Regions from separate parts of the Sus scrofa genome. Here regions 1, 2, 3 and 5 are each linked to region 4. Evidence: chromatin contacts called from public HiChIP or PLAC-seq and promoter capture Hi-C data. All regions are on one chromosome and are shown on one strand. Each heading gives the region's core, a stretch centred on a gene start, on an enhancer-like site or on the middle of the called end of the contact. The rest is flanking DNA. Distances are from core to core; before and after follow the strand shown. Region 1 holds the start of KHDRBS1 (KH domain containing, RNA binding, signal transduction associated 1). Region 2 holds the start of TMEM39B (transmembrane protein 39B). Region 3 holds the start of TXLNA (alpha-taxilin). Region 4 holds the start of PEF1 (peflin). Region 5 holds the start of KPNA6 (importin subunit alpha-7).

Region 1 (2,700 bases), core at 130-2,629, 360 kb after region 4:
TCATCTGCATATAGCACCCCAGGATGAGGAGACTGCTGCAATATCTTGGCCTTGAGAGCAGTGGTCTTTTTGAGCAAGCGTGGAATGATTCATCGGGAAGGGCAGGGGGATTAGCGCTCACATCAGTAGAAGGAATCACCCTAAAGATGCAACCATCACAGATTAAGGTGCTGGCCTCTATCCCACTTTTTTTGCGGACAAAACACATCTATGGAAAGCAGTACTATATGTAAAGAGCTAAAATGCTTCCTCTTTTAAGATGACTTCTCTGACCAACAGCTAACGTTCAAGAACCTACTTTAGGAGTTCTCCCCCTGGCTCAGTGGTTAACGAATTGACTAGCATCCACTAGGACACAGGTTGGATCCCTGGTCTTGCTCAGTGGGTTAACAATCTGGTGTTGCCTTGAGCTGTGGTGTAGGTCACAGACTCGGCTCGGATTCTGTGTGCTATGCCTGTGGCAAAGGCCAGCAGCTACAGCTCCGATTCGACCCATAGCCTGGGAACCTCCATATGCCGCAGGTGTGCCCTAAAAATCAAAAACAAAAACAAAACAAACAAAAAAAACCCCACTACGTTGAAAACCATGGGGTACTACTTGGCTTCCCTGCTCTGGTCTGGGGCCCCGTTTCCTGGCTAGATATCAGGTCCAATCCGAGCCCTCCCTCTTAGTTCAAGTCTTCCAATAGCCTCCAGTCGTCCCACTGACCGGTCCTTCCTCACTGCCCCCTTCCAAACTTCCCTTTCCTATTTCCACCCCTCAATCCTGCGTCAGACTCTCCCTGGTCGTCCCTTCCTCATCTCCCTGGCTCCTTTCCCTCTCCCCGTTCAGGCAGTCTCTCTCCCTCCTTTCTTTCTGGGCAGACGACGCCAGTGCTCTCTCCTTCCCCTCCCACGGCCCCCACGCGGGTCTCTTTTATTCAGTGACCTCCCCCCTTCCCCACCCCACTCCACTCCACTGAACAGAGGCACCCCTAGCAGTTCGGCCGTTGGAGGGGGCGTGGCCCTGGAGTAACAGGTCTCCCGCCCCACAGGCCGCGGGCCCGCGCGCAGACAAAGACATTCCACAGCCCCCGCCCCCTCCGCGCACCCGGCCAGAAGGGGGAGGAGACACGTGTCCCGCTAGCGCCGAGTCACGTGGAAAAAGAAAACGAACGAAGCCCGCGGCCACCCGCGCACGCGCACGCGGCTCCGGCCTGGCGGGCTCACAGGGAACACGGGAGTTGGAAGGCGACTTCTTCGGACTCCGCGGCGGTGCGCAGGCGCCGTGGCCCGACCGGGACTTTGTTCTCCGCGGAGAGACCCAAGGGCGGTGCCGGTTCCTGGTGCGCCTGCGCGCCGCCTCATTTCCGGTGCTCTCTTTCGCTGGGTCGCTTGGGTCGGCTTCGGTCGCCGTAGCTCCCGCTCTCCTACCCCCGCCAACCGCCGCTGGGGCCTCTGCCGCGTCGCTTCCTCGATCATTTGATCGGACATCCTCTCCAATGCAGCGCCGAGACGATCCCGCCGCGCGCATGAGCCGGTCCTCGGGCCGCAGCGGCTCCATGGACCCCTCAGGTGCCCACCCCTCAGTGCGTCAGGCGCCGTCTCGGCAGCCTCCGCTGCCTCACCGATCCCGGGGAGGCGGAGGGGGATCCCGGGGGGGTGCCCGGGCCTCGCCCGCCACGCAGCCGCCACCGCTGCTGCCGCCCTCGGCCACCGGTCCCGACGCGACAGTGGGCGGTCCAGCGCCGACCCCGCTGCTGCCCCCCTCAGCCACTGCCTCCGTCAAGATGGAGCCGGAGAACAAGTACCTACCCGAACTCATGGCCGAGAAGGACTCGCTCGACCCGTCCTTCACTCACGCCATGCAGTTGCTGACAGCAGGTAAGCGGGCCTCCGTGGTCCCTTTGGGTCGCCCGGCTACGCGGGGGCAAGGGTGGCAGTGGCTTTGTTTCTCTCGTTTCCCGCCCCCTGGGGACCGGGGAAGTCATGGACTCCCCTTCTCTCGTTATCATCTTCGGGAGTCTGGATTCCACTTTCCCATCCCGACCCAGAGTGCGAGGGAGAATTTCTAGGCTGCAGTGGAGGCCCGAAGGGGACTTGGCGATCTCTTAGCGCTAAGATCTTGATGGATTTTGTGCCGCGCTCCCGCCCCCTTGCCGACCCTTCCCCTCCCACCTCTTGCAGCTGCCCCGCGCTCCGAGTGTTCGGATTCTTCCAGAAATGAACCACCTTCTCTCCCTTCCCCCAAAGGGAAAGCTTATTTGATCGCTGGTGGCGGTCGGCGCCTGACTGAGGGTGTAGGAGGTGAAGACAGCCTGAGCCGGGAGGAACCGTGGGAGGGAGGGCCGAGGTGAGATGGGGTGAGGCTAGGGTGCCCTATTCAGCGCGCCGCGGCCGCGGCCGCTGGGGCCGGATCGGACTTAGTGGTAACTGGAGCTTGAGTTGCTCGGAGGCAGGAGCAACCTGTGGGAATCGAAGCTTAAGATTTTAGGAATCAAATTTCCAACTTGGGCCGATAAGGTGGTCACTGCTGCAGTCGGAAGATTGGACCCCATTCTTTTACAACGTGTGTTTGTCACTCAAGAGGGGGAAAAAAATAATAACGCCAGTGACAGTGAAAGGGGATGATAGAGGGAGGTAAAGGATGGTTTGCATGGCATTCCCAATAAGATGAGGAAAAAATTGAGAGAAGTTGCATGATGCTTGTACCTGAAAGGT
Region 2 (2,700 bases), core at 86-2,585, 410 kb after region 4:
ATGAGTGTTCAATCCCTGGCCTCACCCCCTCGCTCAGTGAATTAAGTCTCCAGCATTGCTGTGAGCTGTGGTGTAGGTCATAGACGCTGCTTGGATCCCACGTGGCTATGGCTGTGGCTGTAGCGAAGGTCAATTGCTGCAGCTCAGATTCAACTCCTAGCCTGGGAACCTCCATATGCTGCGGGTGTGGTCCTAAAAAGCAAAAAAAAACAAAAAACAAAAAACCAAAAACCACAAAAAACAAACCCAAAACAGAAAACACACACATGCACAAATAAAAAAACTAAAACAAAACTGTTCTACATGCATTATCTCACTTAATCCTCACCAAGACCCTTAAAGTGAATATTACTAGTAATGAGCAAGAAACAAGATTTCAAGTCTTGGAACTGGCAAAATCAGGATTTGAACTAAGGTGGTGAGAGAAGAGCAGGGTCAGATAAGAGAAATAACTAGAACTTAGGGTCAGCAAGACTAGGTGGAAGATTGGTTGTGGGGGTTGATGGAACAGAGGAAGTGACTCCCAGGTTTTGATTGGGGTAAACGGAGGAACAATAAGGCCAAAGAGAAAGATGAAAGCCTTGGGCATCTATCCAGAGAAAACCGTGACTCAAAAAGACACGTGTACTCCAATGTTCATTGCAGCACTATTTGCAATAGCCAAGACTTGGAGACAACCCAAATGTCCATTGACAGAGGAATGGATAAAGATGTGGTGCATATACACAATGGAATATTACTCAGCCATTAAAAGGAAAGAAATAACAGCATTTTTAGCAACATGGATGGACTTAGAAATTATGCTAAGCGAAGTCATTCAGACAATGAGACACCAACATCAAATGCTATCACTTACATGTGGAATCTGAAAAAAAAACACAATGAACTTTGCAGAACAGATACTGACTCACAGACTTTGAAAAACTTATGGTTTCCAAAGGAGACAGGTTGGGGGGTGGGGGCATGCGCTGGGGATTTCGGATGGAAATGCTATAAAATTGGGTTGTGATGATCATTGTACAACTGTAAATGTAATAAATTCACTGAGTTCAGAAAAAAAAAAAGCCTAATTTGCGACAAAGCGAGTTTTGAGGCGCCAGTGGACCACTCATGGATGCAGGAACCGAGAGGGGTTCTGACCTCCTCCCTTATCTTCGAAGAGGAGCTGAGAGAAGGTACGCAAGGGAAGAGCAGGAGACAGCTTCCCTCTCTCTTGGGTTATTCGGCAGCAGCTGCAGGAAGGGTGTGGAGGACCGCGAGACAAAGAGCGCGCGGCTCTGCCTTTGTCCGCGCGGCCCCTTTAAGAAGCGCGCCCCCAACTGCTAGCCCGCCTTGTATGCAAATTTGGCGGCGAAGCGGTAGCGCGCAGCTGATACCCGGGGACTGGGCTGCGGCGGTTAGTCCTCTCCCGGCCGCCGTCGCCTCCGACATATTGCCCGCAGAAGCTGCGGCGGCGAAGCAGAAAACGCCGGGGGGAGGAGATGGGTGAGCAGCGCGGGTCCGGCTTGGCCCGGCAACGGGCGCGCTCGGGGGTTAGGTTGGCCAAGCTGCTAATTGCTCCCCCACGCGGACAGGATCCTGGCGAGGGGAGGGGGAGGGGATGTGGTCGCAGAGGGACCCCGCCCCCTCCTTTCGTTTTGCGGGTGGGGCCTCTTGTGGGGGCGGGACATTGGAGCGGAGGGAGGGGCTTCTAAAATGTAGACGCTCCTGGGGGCTTTGGTGAGGACCCACTCTGAGGACTAGAGAGGGCGGGGTTTGGCAGTAGGCGTGGCCTTGATGCTAAGAGAGGCGTCCGTGTGCTGTAGGCCCTAGTGCAGGGGCAAACTTTCGGGGTTGCAGGGGCTTTGTACTGGGGGAGGTGGAGCAGGAAGGAGACCTTGCAGAAGAAGGGACCCCACTCTGGAACCGGGCTTCTGGGCAGAGAGAGCTTTTATTGGCTTGTAGGCAGGTTTTCTGGGCTGACAAGTGTGTGTGGGTGGGGCTTCTGGGTTGAGGGGCTTTATGTGGGTGCAGAGCTTCTAAAGAGGGGAGAGTGGGTGTGGGCAGAGCATTCGGACTGAAGGTGCCTGTGTGAGGTTTTCTAAGCCAGGAACAGTAGTGCGTGAACAGAGCTTTGGAGCTGGGGTCTGGTTGGGGGCAGAGCTCCTGGACAAGAACTTTTTGGAGATGTGTGGGAAGAGCTTCCAGGCTAGAAGCTAGGGCAGGGTGTGTGTGTGTGTGTGTGTGTGTGTGTGTGTGTAGAGCTTACAGGCTAGAAGCTAGGGCAGGGGTGTGTGTGGGTGGGTGGGTGGTTGTAGGTTGCTGTGCTGCCATGAGGAGATATGAACAGGCTATAACTCAGTGGGACTAGGGTGGTGCCCAGGATCTTTGTGCAGGGCAGTGCCTGGGACCTTGGGCTAGGCTGCTAAGCCTAGAGAAAGAGGTTGTGGGTCCAGCATTCTTCCAGAGCCCATATCCTTGACACTGTGCTCAGGCCCTAGGACCTGACCATGAGAATCCAGGATGCTCCTTGAGCTGGATCTTGGGTCCTGCAGGCAGAAACTTCAAGAGTACCCAGAAGTGTCAGCCTACAGAGATTTAGAGTATCCAAAAGGAGCAGTGTTCACCAACGCTAAGAGCACAAGCCCCAGACTCCCAGACTACCTATGACACAGTGAAAACTGAGTTTCCCAATCTGTGGAAAACCTACCTTGCTGGGTT
Region 3 (2,700 bases), core at 69-2,568, 490 kb after region 4:
AGGGGGACGAAACATTGTAAATCAACTACGCTTTAATAATTTTTTTTAAAAGGCCAAGGGGATGAGGAGGATTGACAGGAAATAAAAGCAAAACCATTTAGGCATTAAATTTCAAGCACAGGAGTTCCTGTTGTGGCTCAGAGGTAAAGAATCCAACTAGCATCCATGAGGACACAGGTTCGATCCCTGGCCTCACTCAGTGGGTTAAGAATCTGGCATTGCCATGAGTTGCAGCGTAGGTCACAGATGTGGCTCGGGTCTGGCGTTGCTATGGCTGTGGTGCAGGCTGGCAGCCACTGCTCTGATTAGACCCCTAGCCTGGGAACTTCCATATGCCGCAGGTGCAGCCCTTAAAAAAAAAAAAAAAAAAAAAAAAAATCCAAGCACATAGGTTGCTGTGTTTTATTCTGTTGTCTACAGACAAATGGAAAAAGAATTGTGATTTCACATTTTGAGAAAAGCTTGGCTATTTTTCCCCTTTAGCACCAGTGCAACTGGGACTTGGTAGGAGTGGGCCAAAGAAAAGGCTCAGGAATCTGCTGAAACCAAACTTCCCCTTACAGGGCCTCAGCACCTTCCAAAGAGGGACTCAAGGTGGAAATGGGGATGGGAAATTAAGTATTTACTTTTCCAAGTTACCTTGACTCACCCTCAAGGAAAGCGCATCATGGTGATTATTTCTTCCTGAGTAAGAAGCAGGGTAGTCCAGTAGTTGAGATGGGTGCCAGACTTCCTGGCTTTGAAACTGCTCTAATCAGTCAATAGCTATGTGACCTTGGACAATCACCTAACAGGTGTAAATTGAGAGTAACAAATACTACAGTATTTATCTGGAGTAGTTACTGGGAAAGCTAGCATTCAAAGAACTACTGTTATTAAAATTTTCTATAGGAATACGGAAATCGAGGCTCTGGGAATGAAAAGAATGCCCGGTCACATAACAAATTAGTGATGAAATTAGGACTGGAAGGAATACAGATCTGATGTCCAGCACCGTATTTTATCCCTCGTCCTCAGAGTTCCTAGATAGTCACAGATATCCTCAGCAGGAGGGAAGGACGGGGTTGAGGTGTGCGGGGAAAAAGCAGCCAGGCGCAAGGCTCTGGGAGCTGAATCATAACTTCTGCGTGATGGAAAGGAGGTTGACGTGAGTACCAGTGCAGAATGACTGGCTGCTTTCGGACCTCCTGGGTCTGGGCTCCAAGAACGAAAGCCCTGTTGCAGCTTGGGAGTCGGGATCAGCCCGGTGCATGGAGGGACATGTAGTCCTTTCTGTCCCTCCACCCCCCCACTCCGCCTTCCCAACTCACCCGCCTCAGAGGCCGCCTTCGCTTCAACTTTCCCAGCAAGCCCCGCGAGAGCGCGGGCTATTGATTGGCCGCGGCGCGAGCAGGCGGCTCTGCCGGCAGCAGTTACCCAGGGTTTCCGGTGAGAGGCCAGAGCAGGAGAAGCCGTCGGGACGTCGGCGGTGGGGTGCGTATTGCGTCGGTTAGGGGTACAAGGCAAGCAGAGGGCCCGGGGCCCGACGCCTTCGGACGGTTCAGGGAATTACGCCGATTCCGCACGAGGACTCGGGCTGGAGTGCAGGGGCCGAGGCCTGTGCGCATGCGCGGGCGGAGCGCGCGGCTGGAGGGCGCGCGGGGCGTGGGTGGCTGCGCGCGCGCGCGGGGGGGTGGGCACACGTGGGGCCTGGGGGGCGGGGAGGAACCGGGAATCCAGCGTCCCGCCACGTCAGTCCCTGGGCCTGAGCCTGTCCGGCGCACGGGCTGTGGTGAGAGGGCTGGGTTGTGCCGGGGAAGTAGCTTCGGGGAAAAAGGAGGCCTCCTCTCCCCTGCTGTTGGGCACACCAGACTTCCCTGACCGACCAGAGATAGGGAGCCCCACTGGCTCCCATCCGAGGAAGGCCGGTCGGTTTAAGAAGCTTTGCGGGTCCGGTGTGGAGATATCAGATCCAGGCTGCGAAGAATTGTTTAAAGTCTGGAAAATAGCAAGTGTATTTGTTTCTATAGGTTCTGCTCATAACCTAACGTTGCAAACAACAATGAAGAACCAAGACAAAAAGAATGGGGCTGCCAAGCAATCTGGCCACACTTCCAACCCCAAAAACACCCCGGGGCAACCGGAAGCAGGACCAGAGGGAGGCCAGGGGCGGCCCAGCCAGTCTGCTCCCACGACAGAAGCTGAAGGTTCCACCAGCCAGGCTCCAGGGAAGGCTGAGGGTGTGTGCCAGCTCTGCTTTTCCAATGGGCAGGGGGAGGAGTTTATGGTGCGTCAGTCTAGCTTCTGGGGTTAGAAGCCAAGGCCACTGTTTATCCAGAAGGGAGGAAATGTAGAATGAGGGGAGGACACCACTGAGTCCTTGAGTGCCCACTCTGCGCTGGGGAGTTGATAGAGCCTCCCACCCTAAGCACAGGGACAGAACTCTCCTGAGAGAAGCTTCTGACAGGATTAAGTCAGGTTGGCAGTCAAATGAGGCACCCAACCAGCAAATCAAAAACACCACTTTCAGCAGTGGGTAACTGCTATTCCTATTTGAGGCATTTCTGGAACTTTTTTTTTTTTTTCTTTTTTTTCTGTTTCTTAGGGCCCCACCCTAGGCATATGGAGGTGCCCAGGCTCAAGTCGAATTGGAGCTACAGCTGCCAGCCTGCACCACAGTCACAGCAACACAGGATCCCTCACCTACTAAGTGAGGCCAAG
Region 4 (2,700 bases), core at 12-2,511:
GATCCCTGGCCTCTCTCAGTGGGTTAAGGACCCAGCTTTGTTGAGCTGTGGTGCAGGTCCCAGACGTGGACCAGATCCAACATGGATGGCTGTGGCTGTGGCGTAAGCCAGTGCCTGTAGCTCTGATTCGACCCCTAGCCTGGGACCTTCCATGTGCCACGGGTACAGCCCTAAACAGACCGAAAAATAAATAAATAAATAAAATGAAGAGACTCTTTTGAGGGTCCTCCCAACACTGACCTTCTAGGAATCTAATAAAAATCAAAATACTAAAAGGTAACACCTGTTACACTCTTAGTAGTACCAAATGCTTTACAAGCATCATTTCATTATTCTTCATACCAGCTCTATGAAGTAGACATTATTTGGCCCTGTTTTACAGAGGAGGAAACTTAAGCTCAAAAAGGCAAAGTACTTTGCTCAAAGACTCAAAACTATTTAAGGGATGGAGCCAAGGTGTGAATCTTCCTCTGACTCCAAACTGCACTTCATCACTCTACCACTCCTGTCATCCACCAACGGATTCTGGCCACAGAATCACCCTGCTGTAGTGTTCTTGGCAGGATCAAATGGGCTGGCAAGTAGGTAAGAGGCATTTGCTGACAGCCCTGGGTTCTGCTACCTAACTCCCTGGTGACTAAATTCCATGTCCTCTCTGGGTTTCACTTTTCCTGTGTGTCAAATGTGGAGGTACTGGACTAACTCAGTAGTCAAACAAGCTCATTCATACTAAAACCTACTAAACCACAGTTTCTCCTGATTATTCAGAGAATAACCAGTACGTCAGGGGTGTATTTTAATCTGACGCCCCAAAGGATACCGACAGAACCAGTGCTCTGAACGTTCCGGTGACGTTGATGACCCCGCCCGGAGCCCCAGAGGGAGCGCAGGCCAAGCGCAGCCTGACTCCGTGGGGTCTAGGAGCCCCAAATCTTCGCGTGCACGACGTCACAGGGGGCGCGACACGACCTCCCCAACGTGCAGTCCTGCGTGACGTGAGCCAGGTGCGACTGACCATCCCGTTTCCCTTCTCTCCTGCGCGACACCGCCCCCTGCGTGGGAAAAGCGCGGAGGATGCAGGGAGAAAGCGAAGCTGGGGGTCCTGGCCAGGACTTGGCGAGACTTCTACCTATATTGGCCCACCTCTTACACACTCACCTGCCCGTATGGATAGCTGGCCATGGCGACTCTGACGTCACACGTCGGCGGGGGGCGGGGCTTCCCAGTCTCAAATCCGCCTCCTCCTGGGCCTGGGGGTGTGCCCTATTCTGATTGGATGTACCTGACTATCAATCCTGGGCGCAAAGGTCGACGGAAGTGACGCTAGAGGGAGGTGGTCAGGTGCCTCCCAAGGAGATGGAGGAGCTGAGGCTCCTATGTCAGTTTCCGGAATCATGTTTCCTGTACTGGCGCAGTAGTTCTTAAATTTTCTGCCCTAGAGTAGGCCCCAGAACTGGTCAGTCCCACGTATTTAAAGAGAAATTTAGGTGGAGTGTTACAGTGGTGGCCATGTTTTAACCTGGCAGATGGGACGCATGGTAGTGGCGTAGTTGCTGTCGTCACTCCAAGTTTTCCCCGGAGAAAGGCCCGGGCGGTTGCCGTGGCAACAGGGAACAGACCCAAGCTTCCAGGGAAGGCTAGAGGCTACGGGCGATAAGTACTTCGTTCTAATGTCAAGACACCACGTGCCAGTTAGTAGCTTTGGAGTGGGATCTATGGTATTTGGTGAGGCTATTCCAAAGCGGCAGAGTGGGAGGGAAATTAGATCTAGGGCCTCTTCTTTGATAAGTGGGGAAGCTGAGGTCCGAAGAAGCAATGACTTGTCCTAGTCACTGTGGGTTAGAGGCAGAGGGTAGCCTAGAACTGGGGTCAATGGATGCCACATTGCTCATCAGGGAAGTCTTGACTCGTCTCGAAGGTAGATAAAATTCTAGTTACTAAGTGACCTCATAGTCATGTACTTGCCTCTTGGTGGTTCAGGCATTCCACCTTTTTGCATGCTTATTTGACTAATTTGTTAGTTCTTCCATGTAGACACAGATTGTGTCTGGTTTTGCTTGTCATAATATCCACAGGGCCTCTATATTTTTTTATTTTTTATTTTTATTTTTTTGTCTTTTTGCTATTTCTTGGGCCGCTCACGCGGCATATGGAGGTTCCCAGGCTAGGGGTCCAATCGGAGCTGTAGCCACCGGCCTACGCAAGAGCCACAGCAATGTGGGATCCGAGCCTCGTCTGCGACCTACACCACAGCTCACGGCAACGCCGGATCCTTAACCCACTGAGCAAGGCCAGGGACCGAACCCGCAACCTCATGGTTCCCAGTTGGATTCGTTAACCACTGCGCCACGACGGGAACTCCTTTTTTTAAAATAAATTCATTAATAGTGTTACAAGGTGTTGTCCATTCCAGCCCATCTATCTAACTATCTAGCCAGGCACTTTCCAGAATTACAGTGCTGATCATGCTACTAGCCCACTGAAAAGTCTGCAGTGGCTCCTCTACCTGCCCAGCCCCTTCATTATGGCACCACAGGCCTTTCACAGTCTGGCCCAACCTGACCTTTGCAGTCTTATCCAATAGCCACTGACTGCTGTGCTGTACTGCTATGTTCAGTTCTACCACCCAGCCCACTTTCTCTGAAATGGGGATCTTGATTTTACCACTTTCTAACTTCATGACCTTGGGCAAGTTAATTA
Region 5 (2,700 bases), core at 16-2,515, 440 kb after region 4:
TCTACTTTTAAAAAGATAGTAGGTGCAAGTGGGAGAACCTGGAGGCAGGAGACCAGTGAGGAGGCAGGTAAAATAGGCCAGCAGAGAATTAAGAATTCTGACCTTGAGCAGTGGCAGTAGGAAGAGAAAGATAACCCTTCCGTTCCAGATTGAGTCCTAGAGTCGGCTTTTTTTTTTTTTTTTTTTTTTTTTTTTTTTTTGGCCGCACCTGCAGCATATGTAAGTTCCCAATCCAGGGATCGAACCCCAGCCGCAGCTGCAACCTATGCCACAGCTGTGACAACACCAAGTCCTTAACCCACTGTGCCAGGCTGGGATCAAACCCATGCTGCCACAGAGACAATGCCAGATCCATAACCCATTGCACCACAGCAGGAAATCCTAGATTTGCCTTTTTGAGTTGTCTCCCTCAATGTGCCAGGTATATAACTAGAGATGGCAATTTGTTGGGACAGGACCTAGGCTTCCAAAAGATAGCTCCCTCTGGGGACAGGTGACTGGGAGACATAGCTTTCCTGTGTGGAAAGGAGAGGACTGTCATGCTATTATGCAAAAAGGCAGACCTAATGTATACCAGCCATAAATTCCATAATTCAAAAGACACATGAACACTCAGAGCCTCAATTTCCTCACCTCTTAAGAGGGAGGGGAATTCCCATTGTGGCTCAGCTGATTAAGAACCTGACTAGTATACATGAGGACAAGGGTTTGATCCCTGGCCCCACTCAGTGGGTTAAGCATCCAGTGTTGCCATGAGCTGTGGTGTAGGTTGCAGACACTGCTCAAATCTGACATTGCTGTGGTTGTGGCGGAGGCCGACAGCTGCAGCTCCGATTCAACCCCTAGCCTGAGAACTTCCATGTGCCGCAGGTGCAGGTGCAGCCCCAAAAACAAACAACAACAAATAAAGAGGGAGATCATACTCCTTGTTTTGTGTAACTCACAGGTCTGTTCACTCCTTTGTTTATTCACTCAACAATTACTTATGGTGCACTACCATGTACCACATACTATGCTAGGTGCTGAATCGCAATGATGAACAATGCAGGATCGACCTCTGCTCTCAGAGAACTTGCATTGAAGATAAATTAAACAGCTATGTCAACTATAAAGCATGGCATGGGTCTCATTATTTTTCTACTTCTTATCTCCCAATAAGATTGTAACTGGGTTTGCTCTAGACTTCTTTAATTCCTTATCTCTATATCCTTGAGCAAGTCACTTCCCCTTTCCAGATGATTCTTTTTTCATACCCAGCTCAGAATCTAGGCGTGGTTTTTTAACTAGGAAAGGTAGGAATATCTTTCTGGAAGAAAAAGTTTCTAGGGGAGGTAAACCTCACTACAAAGAGGAAACAGAACCAGAAAAAAACTGAGAAACCCTAAGCACGCTTAACTCGCTTTAGTAGATATCCCTCCCAGCTTCCCTCCACCCACCCCTTTCATCATAGTCCATCCCTATTCTCCGCCTTTAGTAGCTGCTGTCTCTTTAAATGCGCTCCACTGCGTAAACTAGGCGGTGGAGCTGAAAGCGCGATTCTTCCCGGGATCGAGTGTTAAGTTGTTTGTCCGTTTCGGGCTGCCGTCCTGCAGATCCGCCATATTGTCTACTGAAGCTGCTGCCGCTGCCGCCGCCAAGTAGGAGCGAGCGGAGCCGCGATGGGTGAGTAAGGAAACCAAGCAACTGGGGACTCGGGCTGAGGCGGTCTCGGGGCTTGGGGTCTGGCGAGAGCCTGTCTCTAGTCTGCAGAGGATGTCTTAGTCTTTCCAAATAGGTTTGAGGGAGAGAAGCCAGGCCGGGAGCGCTGCTCAGGCCAGTTTGGGGCCGGGTTAGGGCCCATGCGGGGATCAGTCTTTGGGGGGCTGGTTCCAGGAACACCTTGCTACTCCTGGAGCCCCCACGTGGTGGCTCTGGGCTGGATTCCCCTTGTTCCCGGGGGCTGGAAGGGGGCCGACCCTCCGGCCTGCTCTGAGCCAGGGGCTGGGGGCCGGGCTCCTGGTGGCAGGCCCGGGCGGCGTTAAGGGGGCCCTCTCCAGGCGTGTGTCTGACCGACGCGCCTCCTAATTAGATTCACTGGTTCCCCTGAACTCAGGCAAATCCTGCCTACGTCGCAGAGGGAGTCCTAGGGCTAAGGGACGCCTGCCGAGCCGGCTGCAGGCCCTTAACCAGGGGCAGCCTTGCCGAATGCAGCCTGGGCCGCCGAAGGCCGGGAAAACTTCCAGAGCCGAGGCGGAAATGGGGTGGTTCGGTTGGGTTCAGAGTGACAGCCTTCATAGTGGTAGAATACCACTGCCAACACCTCGTAGCCATATATAGGTCGGAGACCTTAGGTCTCTGGGCCCGGCACTGCTTAGGAGAAAAGGAGCGACCTGTTGCTCTTCCTAAGGGGACTCCAGCTAGCAAGGCCTGTGCCCAGAATGCGGTGGCGAAGTCTTTGGACGTAGGAACAGAACCATCAGGGGTACTTCCTCTCCAGCAATAAAAACTATTAAATTTGCTAAGCTCTTCCTGTGTGCAGGCATTGTTCTGATTGCTTTACATGTCACGTTTTATATAATATGTACAACCTATTGAGATAGATATTGCTGTTATCCTCGTTTTACAGATAAGGAAACTGAGGCTTAGAGAGGTAAAGTAACTCAACCAAGGTCACACAGTCAGCGGCTTAAACCGGGGTGATCACTAGCCCTAGCTAGTTTA

What was found. Promoter capture Hi-C pulls out the DNA fragments that hold promoters and counts their contacts. HiChIP or PLAC-seq counts read pairs in DNA pulled down with a chosen protein or histone mark.
Region 1: a contact with region 4 is called in a promoter capture Hi-C map of liver, with 4 times the contacts expected there. The contact joins the promoter of KHDRBS1 here to the promoter of PEF1 in region 4. A contact is called at or near these places in 1 of 5 promoter capture datasets (liver), 1 of 47 Hi-C or Micro-C datasets (embryonic fibroblasts) and 2 of 2 datasets of contacts at active chromatin or transcription factors (alveolar macrophages and skeletal muscle).
Region 2: a contact with region 4 is called in an H3K27ac HiChIP or PLAC-seq map of alveolar macrophages. The contact joins the promoter of TMEM39B here to the promoter of PEF1 in region 4. A contact is called at or near these places in 1 of 5 promoter capture datasets (liver), 9 of 47 Hi-C or Micro-C datasets (brain, fetal heart ventricle, heart right ventricle and 5 more) and 2 of 2 datasets of contacts at active chromatin or transcription factors (alveolar macrophages and skeletal muscle).
Region 3: an H3K27ac HiChIP or PLAC-seq map of alveolar macrophages shows a contact between it and region 4. The contact joins the promoter of TXLNA here to the promoter of PEF1 in region 4. A contact is called at or near these places in 1 of 5 promoter capture datasets (liver) and 1 of 2 datasets of contacts at active chromatin or transcription factors (alveolar macrophages).
Region 5: a promoter capture Hi-C map of liver shows a contact between it and region 4, with 4 times the contacts expected there. The contact joins the promoter of KPNA6 here to the promoter of PEF1 in region 4. A contact is called at or near these places in 2 of 5 promoter capture datasets (fetal liver and liver) and 2 of 2 datasets of contacts at active chromatin or transcription factors (alveolar macrophages and skeletal muscle).

The regions. Positions count from the first base shown.
Region 1 is chr6:88,529,028-88,531,727 of Sscrofa11.1, forward strand. It overlaps KHDRBS1 (KH domain containing, RNA binding, signal transduction associated 1), which reads left to right and starts at 1,380. Exons shown (of 9, transcript NM_001243596.1): 1 at 1,380-1,863. The coding sequence starts at 1,482.
Region 2 is chr6:88,583,956-88,586,655 of Sscrofa11.1, forward strand. It overlaps TMEM39B (transmembrane protein 39B), which reads left to right and starts at 1,336. Exons shown (of 9, transcript XM_021095796.1): 1 at 1,336-1,485. The coding sequence starts at 1,482.
Region 3 is chr6:88,658,733-88,661,432 of Sscrofa11.1, forward strand. TXLNA (alpha-taxilin) reads left to right here and starts at 1,319. Exons shown (of 11, transcript XM_003127774.6): 1 at 1,319-1,473; 2 at 2,010-2,219. The coding sequence starts at 2,042.
Region 4 is chr6:88,169,065-88,171,764 of Sscrofa11.1, forward strand. It overlaps PEF1 (peflin), which reads right to left and starts at 1,262. Exons shown (of 5, transcript XM_003127768.5): 1 at 1,159-1,262. The coding sequence starts at 1,182.
Region 5 is chr6:88,609,863-88,612,562 of Sscrofa11.1, forward strand. It overlaps KPNA6 (importin subunit alpha-7), which reads left to right and starts at 1,266. Exons shown (of 14, transcript XM_021095806.1): 1 at 1,266-1,662. The coding sequence starts at 1,659.